Linked DNA regions of Rattus norvegicus: all the other regions are linked to region 1. A link is a contact called in public Hi-C data. All regions are on one chromosome and are shown on one strand. Each heading gives the region's core, a stretch centred on a gene start, on an enhancer-like site or on the middle of the called end of the contact. The rest is flanking DNA. Distances are from core to core; before and after follow the strand shown.

What was found. A called contact is a pair of places that touch in the nucleus more often than the background predicts.
Region 2: a contact with region 1 is called in a Hi-C map of liver, with 4 times the contacts expected there. The contact joins two enhancer-like sites. A contact is called at or near these places in 11 of 12 Hi-C or Micro-C datasets (the A7r5 cell line, the Rat2 cell line, Schwann cells and 6 more) and 1 of 1 datasets of contacts at active chromatin or transcription factors (oligodendrocytes).
Region 3: a Hi-C map of liver shows a contact between it and region 1, with 2.3 times the contacts expected there. The contact joins two enhancer-like sites. A contact is called at or near these places in 2 of 12 Hi-C or Micro-C datasets (kidney and liver).
Region 4: a Hi-C map of liver shows a contact between it and region 1, with 4 times the contacts expected there. The contact joins two enhancer-like sites. A contact is called at or near these places in 10 of 12 Hi-C or Micro-C datasets (the A7r5 cell line, the Rat2 cell line, Schwann cells and 5 more) and 1 of 1 datasets of contacts at active chromatin or transcription factors (oligodendrocytes).

Annotation. Positions count from the first base shown.
Region 1 is chr19:71,798,306-71,800,821 of GRCr8, reverse strand. No RefSeq gene overlaps it. Among named protein-coding and RNA genes, the nearest start is that of Tomm20, 33 kb to the left of the region's middle. Within about 2 kb of position 1,256, at least 37 of the 93 cell types and tissues checked have an H3K27ac peak or open chromatin away from gene starts, as enhancers often do. A contact at or near this core is called in hepatocytes, kidney and liver, where this site is marked.
Region 2 is chr19:71,366,955-71,369,470 of GRCr8, reverse strand. No RefSeq gene overlaps it. Among named protein-coding and RNA genes, the nearest start is that of Tarbp1, 22 kb to the right of the region's middle. Within about 2 kb of position 1,255, at least 79 of the 93 cell types and tissues checked have an H3K27ac peak or open chromatin away from gene starts, as enhancers often do. A contact at or near this core is called in hepatocytes, kidney and liver, where this site is marked.
Region 3 is chr19:71,493,204-71,495,719 of GRCr8, reverse strand. No RefSeq gene overlaps it. Among named protein-coding and RNA genes, the nearest start is that of Irf2bp2, 32 kb to the right of the region's middle. Within about 2 kb of position 1,254, at least 24 of the 93 cell types and tissues checked have an H3K27ac peak or open chromatin away from gene starts, as enhancers often do. A contact at or near this core is called in kidney and liver, where this site is marked.
Region 4 is chr19:71,541,796-71,544,311 of GRCr8, reverse strand. No RefSeq gene overlaps it. Among named protein-coding and RNA genes, the nearest start is that of Irf2bp2, 81 kb to the right of the region's middle. Within about 2 kb of position 1,256, at least 88 of the 93 cell types and tissues checked have an H3K27ac peak or open chromatin away from gene starts, as enhancers often do. A contact at or near this core is called in hepatocytes, kidney and liver, where this site is marked.

The sequences.
Region 1 (2,516 bases), core at 7-2,506:
ACAGGCACTTAGTTTCCATTCTGCACGCACGGTCTGCCTGAGACCTCTCTGTCCTCTGGGCACAGCTTCTGAGAATTTGGAAAGACTCAGGAAATGAACTTGAATTTTTAAAATTCCCCTCCCCTTCCTTTTCCAAGCCAGAGATGCCTTCCTGAAAGAAACAAAACAAAAGCCTTTAGATGGAGAAGCTCATTCTGGATGGTGGGCTCAGGATGCCCCTCCTGGTGGATGTGTAGGAGAGGCATAGGTCATAGGAAAGGGCAGTGGGGGCTTTGAGACAGCTGTGTGCACCAAACCGACAGTGACAGATATGCGTGTCCTCACGGGTGTGAGAGCCCAGTCCACCTGCGAATAGACAGACATATTTGTTGGCACGGGGATGACTATCTGGGGCTTCTAGGTGTTTGTGTGTGACTTGTTACATTTTGAGGGACTGTTATTAACAACGTGTCTGGCAGGACAGAGGCAGAGAACATTTCCTTTGATGACAGCAGAGGCTGTCACCACCCCTGTGCAGGACACTGTACTCAACCAGGCTCCGAGGCCAGAGTCTGTTCTCTCTGTTGGGGGAGGGAGGCACTTTCTATCGGTGGTGGCTTGCATGCGACTCAGGCACCAACTTGAAGAGACACGGGGCCAGCGTTTATCAGTGGCCATCTGCACCTCTGCCAGGTGGTGACAATGCCACAGACTCCCTTTACTGTCGTCACAATGAAGGATGTTTTCCTGAACCATCTTCGGAAGGCCCCTCCCCTTTTTCATTTGACAGTAAATATGATTAGTAAGAGGCTGAGCTGGTTGCTGCTCTCCCTATCCTGAAGTTCAGATGAAATGCATGCTGGTCCGTTTTTGCTGTCTGCTGACCGTGTGTCCACGCCACCTTCGGGAGTGATTTCTATTTCGAAGCAGTACCAAGGACCAAGGGGCAGGTATGCCTTTCAGCCCACACAGCTGCCTGAGCCTCAGTTCTCCTAGTGTTCTTGACTTTGGCAGTGTCGCATAGCCCTGGAATACGTGTGGTTCATGCTGAGGCCAGCTTCCCTTGGGGCCAGAGTATGGTTGAAGTAATAAAGAGGTGACCAATGCCATTACTGCTGGCTCTGAGCCATGGCTCTGTGAGGGGCTCCTGTGTACCTGCAGGTCAGATCTGTCTGTCCCAGGCTGGCAGCCAAGACCAATGCCTCTGTTGCCAGATCCCTGCTGGAGAGCCTGGCACGCAACCGTAGGCCCTCATGCGTGTGAGAGGCGCTGGCGGGTCAATCCGCCTGAAGCTCCTCTCCTCAGTTAAAAGCAAGGCTGGTTATTTGGGGATCACTGTCCAGCTGTGGAGAGCATGCTTTCTGTGGAGAGCACACTTTCTGTGGAGAGTGTGTACGCATGCACAGCCCATGGCCAGATTCTGGGATGAGAGCCCAGCCAATGGCTCAGGGACACCGGAGAAGATGTTGCACCTCCCTGGGGGCAGGCGGTGGTAACTGTAGGGCTGGTTGGCCTGGCCTTCTCTGGCCCGGATCAGATGTAGCAGGCGTCATCTGAGCCTTGAGCACCTTTCCCCAAGTTTCTCAAAGTGTTTTCCGAGCAAACAGTTGTTTCCTCACACCGTGAGAAGTAGGTGGGGAGACAAGACAGTCTTTGTCCCTGTCTTTCAGATGGGGAAATTGGAAAGCTTGCTTGGCATGGTGGGGAGGCCAAGAGAGGGAGAAGGCACTGTCCCGCCCTAGGCTCTGCAGTGCAGAGGGCTGGGGCCAACTGTGCCCAGTCACCAGTTACTGCAGGGAGAACAGGGTGAATGGGGACCAGTCATCAGTTCCTGAAGCATGGACAGGTTGTATGAGGAAGGAGGCTAGAGGTGGGAGAGACATGGCACCTCCCTTTGTGCCAGGAGGCCTCAGAAACTCTTTCTGAGCCCTTTAGCCCTTGGTGTTGACATCAAGGTGACGTCAGGGTACCCTGTCCTCCTTGTTTTCTTGAAGCTCCTGTGTGTGTGTGTGTGTGTGTGTGTGGTGTTAATAGTGACGTTTTGAGGGCCTCAACCTGTCTAAGGAATGATTACAGGCATGGGAACCCAGCAGTGAGTGGGGCCACATGTGGCTTTGCCAATACAGTGGTCACTGGAGACCAAGTTGAGGTAAAATTATGACGCAATCGTTTTGGAGAGTAGCACACACCCTAAGGATGATACAGATGAATAAGACTGGCCTGGAGAGATGGCTCAGTGGATGAGAGAGCTGCTGTGTAAGAGGGCCTGAGTTTGAGTCCCACTTACCCACTTAAAAAGCCATGGGTGATTATGCATGGCTATAACCCTGTTGTGGTGGAAGGCTGAGGCAGAAGGAAGTCTCGAGCTTGTAGGCCGGCTGCCTGCCTAGCTCTGAAGACAGATCCTGTCAAGAGGGGAAGGTGAAGAGCAAGAGAGCAGGAAACCTGGTGTCCTCCTGTGGTTTCTTCACAGACGAATGATCACAGTTGCACGCACCGTACACACACACACACACACACACACACACACACACACA
Region 2 (2,516 bases), core at 6-2,505, 430 kb after region 1:
AGCGCTTGCCTAGCAAGTGCAAGGCCCTGGGTTCGGTCCCCAGCTCAAAAAACAAAAACAAAAACAAAAACAAAAAAAAAAAACAAAAAAAAAACCAAAAAAAAAAAAACCAAACACCTAAGATTGTCTTCTGGCCTTTCACACATATGTATACACACTCAAGCAAACACAGATGCACCCATACGTACATATGCACATGTACACTCACACAACGGAGCTCAAAGCCAACAAGCCAAGCAGTTGCCCCGAGTATGGAGTAAGAAAGTACTTATATAACATATGGGAGAGAGTGCCTGGTGCCGGGCAGGTGCCAAGGTAAATATCCGATCCAGCTGCTCTCCATCCACTCGAGTTTCTGATGGGTCAAAAGCACAGCCCATAATAAACACAATGTTGCCTCTGTCTGCTCTGCCTTTCACTCCTGGGGTTCTGCTGCAGACAGAAGGAACCAACAGCAACCATCAGAGAACCCTATTGAAAGTGTCACTCATCCATTGAAATGTCCTCTCCATTCAAGAATGCAATGATTAATTATTCATTGCTTTTGGAGCTGTAAGCGAGGACAGGGCTCTCTGCCTGAAAGCCAGAGCTTGACAAGAGTAGATTTCCAACTGCCAGATTTTGGTCACGGCCTGGCTCCTATGGGATGGACCCCAAGTCTCAGATGTGCAGGGCTGGGAGGCAAGCTTCAGAGGGAGCGACCGTTCCGTGCCCATTCCATGCCTGCGATGGGTCTCTGGGAGTTATTTCCCTGCATGGGTGGCCCGAGTCCTTTGGCCTCCAGCCCCATGGCTCATTCCACCACTCTGGGCAAGCAGAAACCACCCACCCCAGTGCAAGTCTTTCTTCCACGGCTCAATGGCACGAGCACCTCATTAATTCTCCAGGCCCGAGGTTGGGGATTACGTCAGAGTCTTACACCCGCACTGTAAGTGGTCTAAATGCCAGGGTAACCGGATTTGTAGGACTGCCTTCGCACCACGGGTGCAGACCTATTAATACATAGTTCTGGAATATGCTTCTCTTCCATCGGTTGTGCTTCTCCAGGACAGCAGGTTTCAAAATGGAAGCTCAGTGTCCAGCCAGGACGCAGGCACGGGAGCGGGTGGAGGATTCTTCTGGCTAAGGACCTCTTCAGGGTAGGTGAGATCTTGCTGATGTGTCCCCAGGAGGAAAAGGGGACAGAGCTAAGCCATACGGTGTGGAGTTTCACACATCTCTCTAAAGATGAGCTTCCTGTGGTGTAGACGCTGGACTGCTGCGGGAGGAGGGGGAGTATTGGGCAAGGGAGGCACAGTGACACATTTCCTGAGGCCCTGGGCTGTGAGCCTGCACAGCGGAGGCAGAGTGCCATCTGGTGGCCATAGGTTAACATTGCAGGTACCATCCGGGCCTTTTTCTTAATAATGGAGCACTGAGAGGGGACTCTTTTGGGCTTTTGGAAGATGAGGAGGCCAGATATGCCCACTCCCACTCTTCATTCTACCTCTGTATACTCACAGTCTCCCATCCTCCTTGAACCATACAATGACTTCAATGACTTCAAGTACTCAAAGCAAAGGAGTCCCTGTCTCGCCCCTGCCTGAAACACAATACGTTCTTCTCCAGTCTGCTGAACCCCACACTTTCCAAGCTCCATCTGTGGACGTGTTTGCACCCTCAGAACACCAGCCTCACGGGTGTTCATGCTGATAGACCAGATCACAGGGCATCTCAAGAGCCTCTGACACCCTGAGGGGCTGTGGGTGTCTAGGCACTGAAGTGTGTTTGACGTCTGTCTTAGTTAGGGTCTTATTGCTGTGAACAGACACTATGATCAATGTAAGTTCATAAAGGACAACATTTAATTGGGGCCGGCTTACAGGTTCAGAGGTTCAGTCCATTACCATCAAGGTGGGAACATGGCAGCATCCAGGCAGGCATGGTGCAGGAGAAGCTGAGAGTTCTACATCTTCATCTGGAGGCTGCTAGCAGAATACTGGCTTATAGGCAGCTAGGATGAGGGTCTTAAAGCCCACACCCACAGTGACACACCCACTCCAACAAGGCCACACCCACTCCAACAAGATCACACCCACTCCAGCAAGGCCACACCCACTCCAGCAAGGCCACACCCACTCTAGCAAGGCCACACCTCCTAATAGTGCCACTCCCTGGGCTGAGCATATGCAGACCATCACAGCGTTGAACCCCACCATCCCACTCCAACCCCCCCCACTCCCACCCCTCACCCCACCCCCACATTAAAGACACTGCACTTGATAAAATGTTAGGGAACACCGGTCTATCCGACTCGTCCAACATGTGACCATGTTGCTGTCTTTTCAGAACAGGAAGACGGCTCTGGCTGTGACAGTAACGTCCCACACCATGATTGGCTTAATTAATATTTTCTTAGTTCTGGGGCTAGAAGTCTGAGGTCAAGGTCTTCTTAGAGTTGGTGTCCTTAAGGCCTCCCAAGGGCACTACACAGCTGTTATCTCCCTGTGTCCTCAATGGTCTTTCCTCTGCGGCTG
Region 3 (2,516 bases), core at 5-2,504, 310 kb after region 1:
CTGAACTGCTCGTGTGGGACAGGGTGAGGGGTGGGAGTAAAAAAATCAAAGTGATACATGGGCCGGCCAACTGTTGCATCCTCAACCACGGGGTTGAAGGAGGGGCTGTCCCTATGAAAACAACGGCACTCCAGGATCTCCAGCTACCACAGACACTCCTCATCTAGGGAAGACAGGCCAGCTCTGGCCTCCCCTCACCCCTGACTCTTGTCATCCTCCTCTCCGGTTCCCCTGGATCTGCAGTACTGTAGTTGCTGGGGAAGGAGAAATTGTTTCTGCCTAAGGTTGATCTACTCGACTGTGACTTTAAATGCAAAATGTCTGTCACAGGCTTGTGGGGTAAAAATGTTTGAGGAAAACATGGAACCTTTAAGAGCTGGAGCTTAGCTACAGGAAGGAAGGAAGTCACCGGAGAGAGGGTCCTAACAAGGTCCTGCTTCCCTGAGGAGCTATGGTGTCCTTCCCATTTCATGTTTGATGGTCAGGTCAGTTCTATCACAGCCTTCTGCCACCCTGAACTCCCCCCCCCATACGGTCCCCACCGTGAAGGCCAGACTCTTGCTTCAAGTTGCTTTTGTCCAAGATTTTGTCATGGCAACAAGAAACACAAGCACATCCTTCCAAATGGCTGCATTGTGGAGACCGTGGGTGTGGTCACATCATGTGTTCAATGCTGACAATGCACAGAGCAGGGCAGTCAGAGGTGACCCATGTGACCCAGCCAGTGACATGGCAAAGTGCCCATGTGTTTCTGTGTCTGTTTCTCACGGGGTTTCCTGTTCTTCTCCCTCACCTCCCCCTACATACCTGCAGACTGTGGGTGGGCTGCCTGGGGCCAAAGGCCACAGATCCCAGGGATATGCCTCAGATTGTCCCTGTGACCCTGTCAACTGGGGTACAGTTGCAGCCAAACCTTTCCTCGATTCCCAGAAAGACATGGAACTGCTCCACTTCCTCTCGAACACCTGCTGGTCTGAGGTGAAGCCTCTACTGAAGACTTATGCTCAGTGGCCGCCGGGAAATCTGCCCATCTTCCAGTAGGATGCAGAGGGCAGTAAAAAAAACCTGCAGACCCCTTGGGTTCTGCCCAGAGGCTGTCACCTGGATGGTGACGTTTGACTGATCAGCCTGGCCCCACCCCAAATCCTGTTTGGCTTGGTTTTTGTAGGCAGGCAGGAGCTAAGGGCCTGAAGAATGAGGCAACAGCTTCTCCAGGGTGAGTTCCTGCCCGGAGCTGGTATCTGGTTTCTCAGCCAAGCATGGGTGACTCTGGCTCTGGCTCTGATTCTGCTGACTCCCAGTTTGGATTACACATTGCACATGGCTAGTCTCTGTTTGCCTGGACACTGACCCTTGGTCCTGGTTGCATGCCGCACACTGGCTCTCTAGGTTTGTCCGGATATCTATCCTCAATCCTGGTCACATTCTGAACTTCAGTCACCCACCTTGGCCGATGCTGCATGGACACTGCACGCTGGCTGGCCGTTTGCCTGGATAGTGATCCCTGATCCTGGTTGTACTTTGTCCTCTGTCCTCTTAAGTGTCTCTGGTTAGTCCTCCCAGAGAAAGGACACAGACTCTATGGCCCAGAAGTTACAGGACCAGATGTAGGTCTTACTTGTGGACACCCCAACCCTATTTTCAGCTTTCTTGGAGTTGTATTGGGGCCTTATTGGCCTAATTTTAATAAACTGGCCAGATGTTTCTTTAGGTATTAGAAACAGGCATGTTCTTACAACTCAGGTTCAACTTAACCTTCGAAGGGCAGAGCAAGACACGATGCTTAAGACCAGGGCTTGGGATAACAACGGAACTTTGCCAATGACAGGGACAGCTTTGCCTCACTTTGTACCCATCTCCCAGGCCATCGAGTTGCCGACGGTTGTGTCCGATTCTTACAGCGTGCAGGTTACAGCCACATGATGGTACCAACCTCTTCTTACTCCTCACAGAGGCTGTATCTAGTAAAGTTTTGTACTTTGTGGGCTAGGAAGCTGGGGGATACCCACACCTATTCTCATGTCTCTCTGGGGTCTCAGGATCCTGGCAGGGATCACACATACTGGACTTGTTGGGGCCTTGGCTTGTCTAAGCCCCTACCCCCAGCCACAGGGGAATTGCTGAAATGCCCCTGTCCCTTTTGAGAGTGAAATGTGTGAAGGGACGAGTGTGGACACCTTATACAGAGGACTCCACCTGTGGAGTGTAGAAAGCCGCTGCGGCAGAAGTTCCGGTTGGCAGGGGACCTGTCCATGCTCACAGCAAATCAGGAGTGGAAGCCCTTGAGGGAGCTTGACTCAAGGGCTGCTCGCTTCTGACTCCTCCCAGCCGAAGAAAGAAGGGGAAGGGTGGCTGGCAAACAGCAGGTGGGTGGCTGTGTGAGAGAAACTTCAGGGAGAATGTTATGGGGTAGCTGGGGATGGGAGTGGGGTGGGGATTGTCAAAGCCTGAGTCCTGGCCGCCAAAAAAAGTTAGCCAGGCCTATTCCTTCCCAGGTAAAGAAATAGTAAGGAAAA
Region 4 (2,516 bases), core at 7-2,506, 260 kb after region 1:
GGCCACAGCTCACAGTGAGGTGTCTTCCTCCTTCCTGCAGGCCCCACTGGGTAGGTTAACTGCCTTTCTCTCTGCTTACAGCTGCCTGCCTGCCTGTGCATCTGGATCAAGGCGTGCCTCTACTTTGGGGTGTGTGTGTGTGTGTGTGTGTGTGTGTGTGTGTGTTTAACTTTCCTTTCCACTGCCATAGTAACCGCTGCATGTTTGGCAAAGGGACGGAGGAGGGAAAAAGCAGAGCCCTGGGAGGAAAGGGCTCTGAGCACAGGGCTGGCAGCCGGCCAGGGTAGTCACGCTGCTGAGCTGAAATGAGGCCTCTGGCCGGCGGCCAAGTGACAGAGAACAAAGCTGTCAGTTCCTAATGTTGGCGGCAAAGCTTGCTTGGCACCCTTATATGGTTTCCCATAACTCCCTGCCTTGGCCACCGTCCATTCCCTTCAGGGCAGCAAACGGGGATTAGCACTGCTTCAGAGTTGTTTTTCTCCCCTGCGCTCCAACTGCTCTGGTGACATCACCCTCTGCATTCAAGTGCCAGCAGGGTGGCTTCTCACTGTCCCGCCCCCTCCACCCCAGTCTTCCATGACTCTCTCCCTGCCTGCCTCTCTCTCTCTCTCTCTCTCTCTCTCTCTCTCTCTCTCACACACACACACACACACACACACACACACACTTCCTGCAGCCTTCCTCTCCCCTCCCTCCCCTTTTTTTCCCTCTTTAAATGCAGTGTTTTAGGTCATCATCCGGGACTTTCTTTTCTTTTTTTTTTTCTTACTAAATTAAAAACACCCAGGCACTTGTGCATTTAGCTGAATCAAGCCAGACGCTGTATTTTATTTTTATAACTGAATTCCTGTGAGATAAAAATCTCATTTTCCTTAGTAGGCTGTAATCAGCCCTTGCAGAGATATGCGTTCCAACTGCCCCATCTCAAGCTTCCTTCAGCAGCTCCACGGAGAGAAGAACTTGGCTCTCGTTCAGGTTTAAAGGGGCCCCAAGGCCGGTCAAAGGCTGTCTGTTACACACTCACACATGCAGACTCACATACTCGTCCTCTGTCATGGAAATGTTACCAAGACGGCTGGACACACAGTCAGTACACACAGTCGGTACACACACACGGCGTTCCCTCCCCTTTCCAGAAGGAAAATAGGTGAGTAAAGCAGCTTCCGAAAAAGACTGGTTTCAACTAGCAAGTGCCAGGCAGTGTTATGCAACTCACAGCTAGGTTCGTGAAAGAAATGGAGGTTTGCCGACTGCACAAATGGTCCCCCCTCTCCCCGCCCCACTCTGATTCATGAACTAGTTTTCTGATTCATGAATCACTCGGGAGCCAGCAGGAGAAAAAAATGAGTCCTATTGATCTCATTTCAGTTGAAATGGACTCAGCAGGCCCATTGCTGGCTGAGGACGGCTGGCCAGGGCCAGACATTCACTCCAAGCTTCCTTCTCCGTCTGTAAGCAGGTGCCCCTATAGCACTATTAAAGGGATACGACATAATCTACCAGTACAGTGGTTGTCGGTGGAAGGCCACTGTCCTTGTTGGGAAATCTGTCAAGTTCTATTGTTGGCCTTAATTTCCTTTGAGATGGGAGAGGTCACTTGGTTTGTAGCCCAGGCTAGCCCGATCCATTTGGCACATCTCTTAAGCATCATCGTATTTCCTTGTTCCCTTGCTGGGCAATCTGTCGATGTCTGTTTGTTGGTCTTAATTTCTTTCCTTTGAGATGGGAGATGGGCATTTGGGTTGTAGCCCAGGCTAGCCCCATCCATTTGGCACACCTTTCGAGCATCGTCTTACTTTCATGTCTTTTCTGAATTCTGGTGAAGTTTATTGTCACTCTTGTGCCGGGGATGGTACAGGGCTTTGTGCCCTCTCGGAAGCATTCCATCCCAGAGCTATATCCTCAGCAGACTCCTTACTTTTTATTTGGAGAAAGAGTCTCATTGGGCTGTCTAGACAGGCTTTCACCTCATTCTGTTTCCCCGGCTGGCTTTGGAAACGTGCAATTCTGCTTCCTCGGCGTAGCTGGGATAACAAGCCTGGAGACTTCTGAAGTAGACAGTCCTGTCCTGAACCAACAAACAAATGACTGCTTCCCACCCCCTCCCCTTGCAGCCTCTTCAGCTCAGAAGGATTCTATATAATGTTCTGTCTTATGTAAGGGCAGGTTGGCCATGGCTGGCTGGTCGACTCTATGAATGGGGTTGGGGGGTTGGGGGTGCTGGGGAGGGGAGAGAGACTGAGACTGCATAAAGCCCGTCTAAAAAGAAATGGAGGTCTTTTCTTTGGTAGTCCAAGAAACAGAAGTGAGCCTGAGGCCAGAGGCAGATGGGAAGAAACCCTCCCCCATCCTCTCCTCCATCCCTGAGCTGCTGCTTGATGCATTCCTTGTGATAAGTGCCTCTCAGTCCAGCTGGCAGGATCCTGACCAGCACCTTCATTGGCTGGTCTCCCCACCTACCTCTACTCCAGTCTTCGGGAAGTTAAGACAGCTGGCTGAGCTAGGCACGCTGGTAT